2 separate regions of the Mus musculus genome follow, and region 1 is linked to region 2. A link is a contact called in public promoter capture Hi-C data. All regions are on one chromosome and are shown on one strand. Each heading gives the region's core, a stretch centred on a gene start, on an enhancer-like site or on the middle of the called end of the contact. The rest is flanking DNA. Distances are from core to core; before and after follow the strand shown. Region 1 holds the start of Nudt13 (nudix (nucleoside diphosphate linked moiety X)-type motif 13). Region 2 has its middle 15 kb from the start of Gm41104.

What was found. Promoter capture Hi-C pulls out the DNA fragments that hold promoters and counts their contacts.
Region 1: a contact with region 2 is called in a promoter capture Hi-C map of liver. The contact joins the promoter of Nudt13 here to the enhancer-like site in region 2. A contact is called at or near these places in 15 of 39 promoter capture datasets (the 3T3-L1 cell line, 3T3-L1-derived adipocytes, the C10 cell line and 9 more), 6 of 15 datasets of contacts at CTCF or cohesin (CD8 T cells, the NIH/3T3 cell line, embryonic stem cells and 2 more), 19 of 484 Hi-C or Micro-C datasets (3T3-L1-derived adipocytes, B cells, Th1 cells and 9 more), 15 of 115 datasets of contacts at active chromatin or transcription factors (CD8 T cells, the SCID.adh cell line, differentiating embryonic stem cells and 5 more) and 4 of 9 other capture datasets (adipose tissue, embryonic stem cells, liver and 1 more).

Annotation. Positions count from the first base shown.
Region 1 is chr14:20,292,175-20,298,889 of GRCm38.p6, forward strand. Nudt13 (nudix (nucleoside diphosphate linked moiety X)-type motif 13) reads left to right here and starts at 2,516. Exons shown (of 9, transcript NM_026341.3): 1 at 2,516-2,618.
Region 2 is chr14:20,111,626-20,117,728 of GRCm38.p6, forward strand. No RefSeq gene overlaps it. Among named protein-coding and RNA genes, the nearest start is that of Gm41104, 15 kb to the right of the region's middle. Within about 2 kb of position 4,671, at least 32 of the 459 cell types and tissues checked have an H3K27ac peak or open chromatin away from gene starts, as enhancers often do. A contact at or near this core is called in B cells, CD8 T cells, the SCID.adh cell line and 3 more, where this site is marked.

The sequences.
Region 1 (6,715 bases), core at 1,266-3,765, 180 kb after region 2:
TAAATGAAAAAGTTTATTGGTGCCAACTGTGTGTGTGTGTGTGTGTGTGTGTCTGTGTGTTTGTACGCACATGTGTGCATGAGGATGTCAAAGTTCAGCCCTGGGTGTTATTCCTCAGATGCCATCTATATATTTTACATTAATTAATAAATTTAGTGTGCGGGCCATGGCTCTGGTGTGGAGGTCAGAGGACAGCTTTAGGAGTCGGTTCTCCCTATCCATCATGTAGGTGCTGAGGACGTAGCAGCAAGGTCATTTATCTGGTGAACCATCTCTGAGGTTCCATTCTGTATTCTTGATGGAAAAAACTGGGCACAGTGGCCTGCACTTATAATCCCAGCACTGGGGAGGAAGAGACAGACAGGTTCCCAGGGTTTGATGACTAGCTAGCATAGCCGACTTGGAGAGTTTCAGGCTGAGAGATTTTGTCTCAAACACCCATGTGAACAGTGCCTGAGGAATGATGTCTAATGGCCTACACACACTACACACATACACAGAGAGAGAGAGAGAGAGAGAGAGAGAGAGACAGACAGACAGACAGACAGACAGACAGACACACACATTCTCTCTCTTTATACACACACTACACACACACACACACAGAGAGAGAGAGAGAGAGAGAGACAGACAGACAGACAGACACAGAGAGAGACAGATAGACCCACACATTCTCTCTTTTTATACACACACACACACACACACGTTCCTCTCACCATTAAAAACTGGCTAGCCATTAAACTAGGCCTGCTGTCCTTTTTCTGATGATCTAGATCTGTGTTCAGATCTATATTCAGGAGTTAGTAACCTTGTCCCTACAATGGTTCTTTTAAAATGTCCTCTTGTTCCGCTTAAGCCCTTTGGTGACATTCTATCCCTCTCGGAATAAACCCAGAACATTATAATGGCTTTATAAAAACATAACACTCGTGAGGCTCCGTGTGATCTAGTGCCTGTCTATTTTTTGACCTCATCTATAATGATCTGTCCTACATTTCTTTGTTTTACCTTTTATTGTTATGTGTTATGGGTGTTTTGTCTGTGTATACTGTGTACCACATTTGAGCAATGCCCACAGAGGCCAGAAGAGGACCTCAGATCCCTTGGAACTAGAGTTCCAGAAGGTTGTAAGCTGTTATATTGAAGCTGGGACTCAAATCCAGGTCCTCTAGAAGAACAATCAGGACTCTAAACCATTCTGCCATTTCTCCAGCCCCAGTCCTAACCTTTCTTTACACCCGCCAGGCACATCTCCACCCCAGGGCCTTTGCACGAGCTTATTTTACTCTGTCTACAAGTCTCTCCCCACAAATCCTAACTTGGCTGTTCCTGTCAGCTCTGTCAAGCTCTTTATTCCAGTGTTGCCTTAACAATGAGGCTATCCATCCTACGTAAAATAGCAAAACCGCTCCTCCTCTTACCATGCTTTAACTTCTGCCCCAGCACTTACAACCGTGTGTACAGTTATTTATTTTGTTTTCTCCCATAGAATTTTGTTTACATTAAGATGCATTTTTTATGTATCCTGTACTTTTAATATTTTGTCTCATTAATTATATTTTGAAGAGCTAGGGAAATGGCTTAGTGGTTAATAGCACTGGCTTCTCACAGAAGCAAGCAACTCCCATAGTAAGAAAGAAAGCAGCCCCAAGTAGCTTTACTGGAGATTCGTCTTAGATGGTGATTGATCCTACTGATTGACCAAGGTAAGAGTTTTACCTAAAGCGTCTATATACCTAAGCACAGTCCCTCGTTTATTTAAAGCAAGGTATCAGTATGCACCCCTGATAACCTGAGTCTACTGTGTACACTGGGCTGACCTCAAATTCAGAGGGCTCTGCCTCTGTCTCCTGGGATTAAAGGCAGGCCTGGAACTCCTTTTTTTGTTTTTGTTTTTGTTTTTCGAGACAGGGTTTCTCTGTATAGCCCTGGCTGTCCTGGAACTCACTCTGTAGACCAGGCTGGCCTTGAACTCTGAAATCCACCTGCCTCTGCCTCCCAAGTGCTGGGATTAAAGGCATGCACCACCACGCCCGGCTAAGCCCGGAACTCCTAACCTTAAAAAAAGATTTTTTTTTCATGTTCATATGTACATGGCACATGTGTGTCCATGGGTGCACATTAAAGTATGTGGGTGTAGAGGGTAAAGTTGACATGGAATGTCTTCCTCCATGGCTTTCCCCTTTGTTCATTGAGGCAGGGTCTCCCACTGAACCTGGGGCTCACCAATTCAGCTAAGCAGCATCTAGCCCAGAAGATCTGGAAACTGTTAAAGCTATTTGTTTGTGGTGGGTTTCACTATATGCTTTATAAGGTTAACTTTGCAACCCAAGGTTACAAGCTCCCGGCCTAAAAGTTGAACTACAATTCCCAGAGTGCATCGGTAATCTCTCTGAGACTGCTGGGAAGTGTGTCAGATTTCCACTTACCCAACCACCCCTACGTGCGCTGTAGCGATGAAACTACATTTCCCAGAGTGCATCTTTAAGGAGGATTCTGGGAGGTGTGGCAAAGCGTCAATCCCACTGGGAAGGGAAAAGAGAAACCATTTGAACTTGAACATTTGGAGTTTCCAGGGGCGTGCAGACCATTGGGGCATAGAAGGCATCTCGAAAAGAGTGAGTACAGGAAACGAAACCTGTTCTAAGTGCAACTAGGATGTAGTAAGGAGCCATAATCAAAACTTGCCAGACGCTCTCGGTTACAGAGTTTGACAGTTTTAACTTAAACCTTTCAAATCTCGAGAAACCGGACGTTTTTGTACCCAACATTGAGTACCTCTAAATATTTTCTGAAATATTTTTGAAGAGCTATTTAAAATGGAAGTTTCCAATATTTCACCTTTTCTCTTAATTTTTTAAATGGTGGCGGGATCTTTTAGAAATAAACCATAAAGCTTTTTATATAAACCAGGGCACAGAGACCGTGAAGTCTGCAACACGGCTGCTCATCAGCTTCCAGCATTCCCAGCCATCGAAGTCCACAGTGGAGTGGCTGCTCCCTGGGCACCTGTGAAGATTCAGGAGGAACCCACGGTCACGCTTTATGCCTTTCAAGTCATTCCATCTGGAAAGATGAACAGAATGAGAAATGTGTGTGTGTGTGCCATAGAAGTTGTTAGTTCATACGTTCAAATGCCTTGGCATTTATTAGTTTTGAGTAAAAACAACGTTACCTTTCATCTCATCGATAATTCTTTGTATACACACACACCAGGAGCGTCAAGTGTGGGGATGCTGTTTGACATATTGTCCAGTCGTCAGGCCATGATAATCGACAGTTGGCTAAAATTAATTTGGTATCAAATATTGGACAAGAAACCAGGTAGCTGTATGGCCATACAAGAGCAGTGAGTAGTTACAGCTCGATTCCCAGGACCCATTAACCTCACCAGAGGAATTCCAGTAGCCTAAATTTCCAGTAGCGTGAAAATAACCTCTTTTAGCCGTTAGTCCTGGAAACTACTGGTTTTGTTATACATTATTGTATTTATATATACATATATATGTGTGTGTATGTATGTATATGCATGTGCTTTAAAATTTAAAGATAGCCTATAATCCTTCCTGCTGAAGCAAAAGAGTCGCTATGAGTCTGAGGCCAGCCTGGGTTACAGAGTGATACTTTGTCTCAAAAATAAATAAATAAATGAAATTTAAAATCAGTAAAAATAAATAAGTAAATTTTAGTCAGGGCTGGAAAAGTGGCTCAGCAGATAAAGTGCTTGCTGAGTTTGAGTCCCCAGGACCCATGTAAAGTGGGGTGCAATAGTGCACATCTGTGACTCTCTGGAAGCTCACAGGCTAACCAGCCTAGTATACACAGTGATGAATGACAGAAATATCATGGCTCAAAATAAGGTGGAGGGTGAGGACCAACACCTGAGGGTGTCCTCTGACCTGTACACTTATCCTGTGGCATGTGTGTGCCTGCAGTATCTCTCTCTCTCACAGTCACATGCATATGCATCATGCACATGCAGTCACATACTTAGGCACCAAACACATATGCATCACACACACACACACATACACACACAATTGTAAGTGTACAAATGAACAGTTTAATTGCATGTGCCCCTGTCAACCTTCATCGCCATCTCTTTCTCCTAAACTAGCCACTGTCTATAGTCTGTGTACTTCTGAAAAATACAAAAGCCTAATTATAATCTCAGCATTCAATAGGCAGTAGCAGGAGGATGGGGTTCAAGGCCAGCTTGGGTTATATGACACCTTCTCAAAACCAGAAAACAAACAAACCCAAGTAACTCCAGATAAGTGAAGTGTTGTACACTTGTAATTTCAGCACTCTAGAGTCAGAGGCAGGAGATTGCCATGGTTCAAGGCCAGCCTAGCCCACTTAAGCAAAGATCTAACCTCAAAATAACAAAACAAAACAAAAATTAATTTATGTACCCCAGAATGTTTATCTGTTCTCTTAATTATACATAAATTAGGTAATGGTGACCAATCAAATATTACTTGTCTTTCCACCTGTCTAGCTGAATATATAATTGGCAAATAAACCCAGGTATGGTGCTGGGTATGTGTGTTTATCTCAGCATGTAGGGGTCTGATATAGGAGGATTGCCTCTAGCTCAAGGCCAGCCTAGACTACATTGTGAGTTCTAGGCCAGACTCATCTTAGAAAGCAACAATAATAACAGTAAATTGATAAAAAAAATATATATATATAGTATACAGTATAATATTTTATATTTGTATATCTTATTAAGTAAATCAAGCTAATATATCTATTACCTTATATATTTGTAGTTGTTCGTTGCGATAAGCACGTTTAAGGTCTCTTAGTTTTCAAGTGTATATGGTCACCATCAGTACTGCAGATCTACAGAACTTACATATCCTGTCCAAGTGGAACTGTGTGCCCTTTGACCAGCTTCTCCCCATTGCCTTATGGGCATTTCTCATTTAATAATATGTTATGAATACTCTTTCCTGCTACTACACAGATCATTCTAAATTTAAAAGCTATTTATTATTCTGTTTAATCATAATTGGGGGGGTTGCTAAAAATTAAACCTTGAGCCCCATGCATGTTAGGCAAGTTGTCTACATCCTATAGCTGAGCCACATCCTCGAGCTACACCCCCATCCCCACTAAACATTTTTTTTTTTTTTTTTTTGGTTTTTCGAGACAGGGTTTCTCTGTGTAGCCCTGGCTGTCCTGGAACTCACTTTGTAGACCAGGCTGGCCTCGAACTCAGTAATCCACCTGCCTCTGCCTCCTGGTGCTGGGATTAAAGGCATGTGCCACTATGCCCGGCACCCCACTAAACATTTTGTTATTGTTCTATGAGTGTGATGCCTGTGCCTGCAGATGCAAGCGTGCCGTGCCATAGCATGCACATGGAGGCCGGTGGACAACTTCGGGGAGTCAGCTCTGTCCTTCCACCATGGGTTCCAAGAACCAAACTCAGGTCATCAGGTTTGCACAGTGAGTGCTTATAGTGGCTCAGCCACCTTGCTGGCTCCCGTTCTCATGATTTTTTAAAAATTTATTAATTTCATGTGTATCAATGTATGTCTGTGTACCACATGTGCGTCTGATGCCTGCAGAGGCCAGAAGCGAGCACTGAGTCCTATGGGACTATAGTTCCTGGTTCTGAGCTGCCACCTAGGTGTGGGAACAGAATAGGTCCTCTGGAAGAGCAGCCAGTGCCTTCAAATGCTGAGTCACCTCTAGCCCCTATCATTTTTTAATTAACATTCTTAAATTTATCCTCCCTAGGATAAATTCTTAGAAGTAGAATTTTTGTTGAAAAAGAGTTTAACACATTGATAGTTATTCATAAATTAACCTTAAAATATTAGAACAATGTACACTTCTGAGTTATATATGAGATAGTAAAATTGACCTTAAATACATGCTATTATTAAGTATTATTACCTGAACATGTAAATTATTAAAATTACACGTTTAACACCATCTCAGAGTGCTTTATAACCCACATAGCACACCCTGCCTTCTGTGAACAGGATTCATATTGTATATTTTTGTTTGTTGAGCGACCTTGAAGAACATTAGTCCCTAATATTTTGTTTAGTTTCATTTGCTAAATATATCTTACCCTTGCCTAAGTCATAGATTGCAAGCAAAACTATTCACGGATTAGTCATCAGTGACTCAGAATTGTGCAACTGAGAAGCTGGCCTGAACTATAAACATCTTTCAGTAGGCTCGCATCAAAGCTTGCTTCCCTCAGGCACAGTTGGAAGGTGGTTGGTTGTTTAATTGTACTAATGACCTAACTTTCTCAGTGGAATTTCTTGACATTTTTACTACTAATATGAAAGTTACCTTGCACAGGAAAGACAACACACCAATAAATAAGTTTTAAAAGAAACTGGGCTGGATGTAGCTCAGTGGTAGAGAGCTTGCTTGGGCTATAGATGGGTAGCATTCAGATGCGTGAGGCCCTGGGGTCAATCCCCGGGAATGTAAAAACAAAGAGTCAGATAAACACAATTCTGAAAGTGGACTTTTGAGAGAAAGAATATACTACAAAAATAGAAAGTAACTTGGATTCCTATGATCTGCTAGCTGCGTACTGAAATATTTTCCTAATGGTCATGATTTTAATTTTTTTTTTAATCTACATCAGTGGTTCTCAACCTTCCTAATACTGTGACCCTTTGATACAGTTGTAGCAATGCCCAACAATAAAACTTTCATTGCTGCGTCATAACTGTAA
Region 2 (6,103 bases), core at 3,421-5,920:
ATACATTTTAAGTACAAGAAAGCAAAGAAAATAGACTCCTCCAGGCTTTACCCTCTCGGGGAGTCTTGCGTAATCTCTGTTATGTCTATGTAGCAGTTCTTTAGACTAAACACGCCCTCCCATCCTTTTGATGAGCTTTGGTCTATGTCATTTCAGAACAGGAATTTTTGTAATCTCTTAGAGTCAGACATCTTTCGGGATCTAGTCAAAGACTGGATGGCTCCGCAGAAGGGACACACATTTGTAGCTGTTCATATATTTTGGCAAACAACCCTTCAAGCTGGTAGGACACCCAAGTTGAACACTCTGGGCCCTAAAGTTGGGAATTGAAGCCATTTTTGGAGAGAGCTCTAGAAGCTTAAGTGATAACCCCTAACATTACCCGATTTGGGTTTTAAAGGGGTAGCACACCTCTATGGAGATGCTTGGAAGTGACCCACCTTAGGCTACCTCCTAAGACCTTGGAGCAGTGGTTTTCAACCTTTCTAATGCTATGACCCTTTAATACAGTTCCTCATGCTGTGGTGACCCCCTCCCCCAGTCATAAAAGTATTTTTGTTTGCTACTTTGTAACTGTAATTTTGCTACTGTTATGAATTGCAGTGTAATACCGTGTTTTCCAATGGTCTTAGGTGACCCCTGGGGCGCAGACTGAGAACTTCTGCCTTAGAGTAAAGGAGAAGAGCCTGACAGGAAAATGGCTCTGTAGCGAACACTTCCTGTTAGCCTTAGCCTGTAATTTATTAGTAATGCCACAAGGTGGCAATGTTGCAAATTAATGGGTTCCAAAGTCAAACCAAATTTTCCACTAAACTTTTTCAATAACTCAGTTGTAATTGCATAGAACCAAATGCTTTCCAAGTGCCTGCTTCTGGTCTAGATTCTGGGGATATGAATTTAAAGAAGGCTGTGGATATTTGCTTTCCAGTCCTTTTCTTCCTTCAGCAAAAAAAAAAAAAAAAAAAAAAAAAAAAAAAGCCATCAAGAGGCTGAGTTTTCATTCCTTTAACTCTCAACTGCTCTGTTCTACAGAGACAGGTAATGAGCACAGGTAATTTTAATTCCCTAAGACCTGTGTGAGCTATGCCAGTGTTTTCCCTAGGTCTTTTGAACTCTTAGATAATCCTAGTCTCTTTTCTCATGTTCATCAGAATAAGATAGGCACCAAGGAGAGAAAACCATCTTTCCATAAGAGTTAGAATCCCTGAATGTTCCATGCTTCCCTTACAGAGCCTGAATAAACACATCACACACACACACACACACTATATCTCTGCATCTGTCTCTCTCTTGTGCACATACACTCTGTGTGTGTGCCTCTCTCTTGTACATACACACACTATATATCTGTGTCTCTGTCTCTCTCTTGTGCACACACTCTTTCTCTCTCTCTCTCTCTCACACACACACACACACACACACACACACACACACACACCTCTTCAGGTTGTTGGCAAATAAAGACTTCATACATGAAGAATTTAGGCCTAGGACTTAAAAGAAGTCACGCATATCTCTTCTCTGATTTCCCAGGTTCTAGTGACCTGGTTCTTAGCCTTGTCAATTATGTATTGCTCTGGATACTGGTGAACGTGGACTGTCCTGAAGGACATGTGATCTGTGTACCCACAGCAAGGGCATCCATGGTAAAAATCCCCAGTGATTAACAGGAACCACTCCAGTGAGCCAGATGTGAACACTCAGGATGGAGATGGGGAGGACACGCTCAGCAGAAGGAATGGGTGGCTGCACATCATGGGAGGAAGCTTCGAGGCCTCGTGAGGGAGTGTGTACTCCCAGTGTGACCCTAAAGGATGTGTTACAAAGGCAAAGGAAATGCAGAGGGGGCACAGATAGGGAGGAACCTGACTTAAGGGCCCTTGTGTGCTGAACAAAACATTTGAACTTGGCTGTGTAGCCAGACAGAAGCCAGCAATGGTTCCAGGGAAGAAGAGTCCACCAAGAAAGATCCAGAAAGGGCAGGATGGGTTAGCAAGGATCTGTTAGGACCTGACAGGACCAGCCAAGGCCAGCAGGAACACCTACTCAGGAGAAGGGTGTTAGCGGTTAACATGCACTCTGCCCTGTTGATAAACAGGATGAGGTAGGCTGGGGTCACAGGGTCAGTGGGAGAATGAGCTAATGGAATCCAAGGGCTGCTGTGGTTCTCTCCACTCCACCATATCCTCTCACCCACTCTCCTTTCTCTGAATGTCTCCCTCAAACTTCTTAGCTCTGCTTTCCCCGGATGCAGCCTTTCAGCCCCACCCCAGTCTGTTCCCTTGGGTAAGGGTATTCCCACCAGGGTGCATACAACGGGAGCTCTGGGATTTCTCAGGGCAGCACACCTGGAAAGCTGGTAGGACAAGATGGAGAAGCTCAGAGAGGGTGTATGCAACATAGCCAGGACACACAGCTTATCAGAGGCCACAGTGTTCAAACCCTACTCTCTAGATCACAAGTGGATAACCAAGTCAGGGACAGAAATATCCCAAGTTCTCCAGTTCTGGCCCCAGCTATAGTACCAACCCAGGGAGGGGCAGGAACCTGTGCTTCGCAGAGGATGTGACCACAAGGGGGCAGTGGCGCCCCGTGATGATATACCGCTGCCTGGCTTGAGGTCTATTTAAGTGATCTTGGAGACTCAGCTTCAGGGAAAATTTCCTAGAGCTCCCAACCTCCAAGGTCCCTTCCCAGTCTCATAGGCGCCTCAGCCTTTGACACATGACTGACGCAATGTAGTCTTTCCTTAGTTTCCCGAACTAGGCTTGATTACTGGAGGAGTAGCCCATGGCCCTCAAATATCACATTTAGCACATTTAGCACAACTCAAAATCTCTGGTTCCCGCCCCTCCCTCCATTCACCTGGACCATGCTCTCTCTGTTCCCGGGCACTGCGAGCACGGAGAGCCTCCCATCCACCACTGTCCCATCCTGGGAGCTTAAAATCTAAAGCAGAAGAGAACAGGCCCTGTGAGGTTGCTCACTGGGCTCCAGGGAACATCAAGAACCTTCGAGAGGACAAACTGGGCACCAGTCCTCTCTCCTCTTTAGAGCACATCCCCACGCTCAGATGCTAGCAGTTTCTTCCTCTCCCCCTTTTCCTCTCCCCGCTCCACTTTTTCTCCCCGCTCCTGCCCTCCCCTTCCTTCTTTGAAAACGGTCTTTGCTCTATAGCCTAGAACTAACTGTGTAGACCAGGCTGCCCTTGAACTTTTAATGGCCGATCTGCTTCAGCTTCTCCACGTACTGGGGCTACAAGACTTCTTCACCTTGCCTGATTATTTTGAGCTATTTTAGGTTTCCTTTGAAGATAGCACACGGTGGATGACGCAGGGGAATCTTGAGCTCAAGGCCAACCTGGGCTACACAGAGAGGCATTGTCTTGGGAAAGACAAACCTCTTTGAAGAAAGAGCTCCGCTGCTTGGGAATGGGGGCAATCTTTGAACTACTCCTATCGTGGGTGAAAATCTGAGACCAATGTCGGAGATTTGCCTGGCTACACACTTCGGGGTTTCCTGAGCTCCCCACGTGACCCTCCTTGGGTGTGAGAAGTCAGTGAGAGATGAGTAGAAAAAAAAAACATGTAGCTGTTGAAAGCATAGCAGCAGAGAGGCTGGGGAGATGGCTCAGTTGGTAAAGCTATTATGTTTCATTTCTAAGGCTATGCACAAAATAGCTTAGCTCAGTGGTACAGGCTTGTAATCCCAACACTGGGAAGGTAAAGATGGCCTAGCCTAGTTGGTGCCCTCCTGGCTCCAAAACCAAGCAGAGTGAGCAGTTCCTGAGATTGTCCCTTACATCCCTAAAGGGAAAGATAACTGGGAAAGAATGGGCTGCTCCCTGAGGACTCGCAGAATTCAAGTTTATCCCTGGGCTCAACTTTACACTTCAGGGCAAAACATCGGGACTATTCCCCAGGCATTGGCAGGGATGCTGCAGAAAACATGGGAAAGAGGGCTCATCACACACCCGTGGAAGGGATGTACTCTGAGTGCTACGGCTTAAATAGGCCTCATTCCCAGGAGGGGCAGATCCTTAGAGAGCCCCAGTCTGTGGGAGACATGACCCGTCATTGGGGACCTCTGTTCAAAGGGCAGGGCAGACAGTTTGGGGCAAAGAAGATAGATGTCTTATTTCTGTGGGTCTCTGCAGGGTGCCCTGCTGTGTCCTTAACCTTGCCCTCTGCCTTTCTGTCTCAGTCTGTCTGTCTGTCTTGTCCTCCCAAGCATATGCACTGACAGAAATGGAAACATCTACACATCCACACCCAAAAGTCTCTCTTTTGTTTTTCCGTCCTTTCCCTTCCTAGGGATTACAAGTCAGACCTCACACACACCAAGCTGCCTCCCCAGATCCCTTTTCTTCATTTTCCATTTTGAAACAGGGTGTTGATCTTGGACCTTCAAACCCTCCTGTCCGGGCTTCCCAGGTGCTGGGATCACTGGTGGATGTCACCAGGCCTGGCTAAAAGAAAAGCATCTATGTGTCGATGATGCACTAATATCTTAGTCTTAATTAGTGCCAAAGGGCGCAGACTCCCAGTTCCAAGAACTCTGGAGAGCCTGACTTGGCAGTAAATCAGAGTCGGTAAAGCCTTGAACTCATATTGCTGAGGGTGAGGCTCCAGTCCTTAATTGAACTCAGGGGCTTTGAACTGAAGTGCACCCTCTCTGCCTCTGGGAGCTGGCAACCCTCAGGAACTGGTTCTGGTCTATAGTCTGGTCTGCAGAAAGAGGGATGGCGTGCAAGCTCCGCCTTGCAGTCATTTCCTCCCGGACTCACAGGCTCTGATTCTTGGCCTGGCTGCTAAGGAAAACAAGGCTAGAAGGGAGCATGCGTGTAGGCTGCAGACACTGGAGGGACCCGTGACGGTGACTTAGGAGAACCAGAGCTGACCAGCCGGATGTCTAACCACCCACAGGGAGGCTAGACTGAGAAGCAGGGAGCAGGGAGAGCTAGGTGTCATTCAGGAATTTGCAAATCGCCCTTGGCTGGCCCTCTGTGCAGGGGAGGTCAAGAGCCTGAGCATGGAGGCTGGAGAGATGGCTCAATGGTTAAGAGCACTGGCTGCTCTTCCAGAGTACAGGGGTTCAGTTCCCAGCAACAACATGGCAGCTCACAACTCTGGCTCCAGGGGATCTGACACTGTCATACAATGTGAAAGCAGGCAAAATCATGCATGTAAAATAAAGTTAAATTATATATATACACACATATACATATATATGCATATATACATATACATACATATATATATATATATATATATAGAGAGAGAGAGAGAGAGAGAGAGAGAGAGAGAGAGAGAGAGAGACTATGAGCATGAGGGGACCCCAAATGTGGTTCCGATCCCATTTCAAACTTTTAAACTTTTAAACATTTAAACTTGCATGAACCTAGTCACTTCCTGTCTCAGGAAAAGGGACACCAACTGTTGGTAACCATAGAAATCAGAGGCTGTGTTCTGGAATTTACCCTATGCAGTGAGACGTGAAGGAAAGAGACAACTCCAGGGTGCCAACTTCTTCCCTGCAGTCCAGGGAACCAAACACGTGTAACCATAGAAGTTCAGAGTGGCAGGAGCACTTGTCCCCAGTAAGTGACAGTTATCTTGTGCTTGCAGAGCTGCCTTGCCCTGACTGGCCAGCTTAGCTTGTGCCATGAGGACTTCTGGGCCACAGTTCTCCACTCTGTTGCAGGCGAGCCTGTCAAAGAAGAGAACTGGGTGCTGATGATAGTAGAGCCACCCCACCTTCCTGGGAAGTCAATGGTGTGGGTCTGGCTTTGCTTGGGAGACCTGCTTGCATTGTTCTCACCAGCCACGGACGTGGGGCCAAGTGATTAAGAGTCATACTGTAACTGTGGCGCAGGTAGCTCTGGCCTGTCCATTGGCTGGGAGCCTCTTGCCTTGGCTTTTCCCATGCCTGGATTACGGTTAGGCCAGACTTCCTGTGCAGGTCTGGCCAGTCCTAAGCCTGAGGGAACAAGAGGAAGTGTGTGAGCCCTGGGGCTACTCTACACATCTGAGGGGCCAGCCAGGTGCTTATTCAGTGAGGGAGACCTGGGAGAAAGGAAGAGAGAGGGATGAGGTTTCTGCTA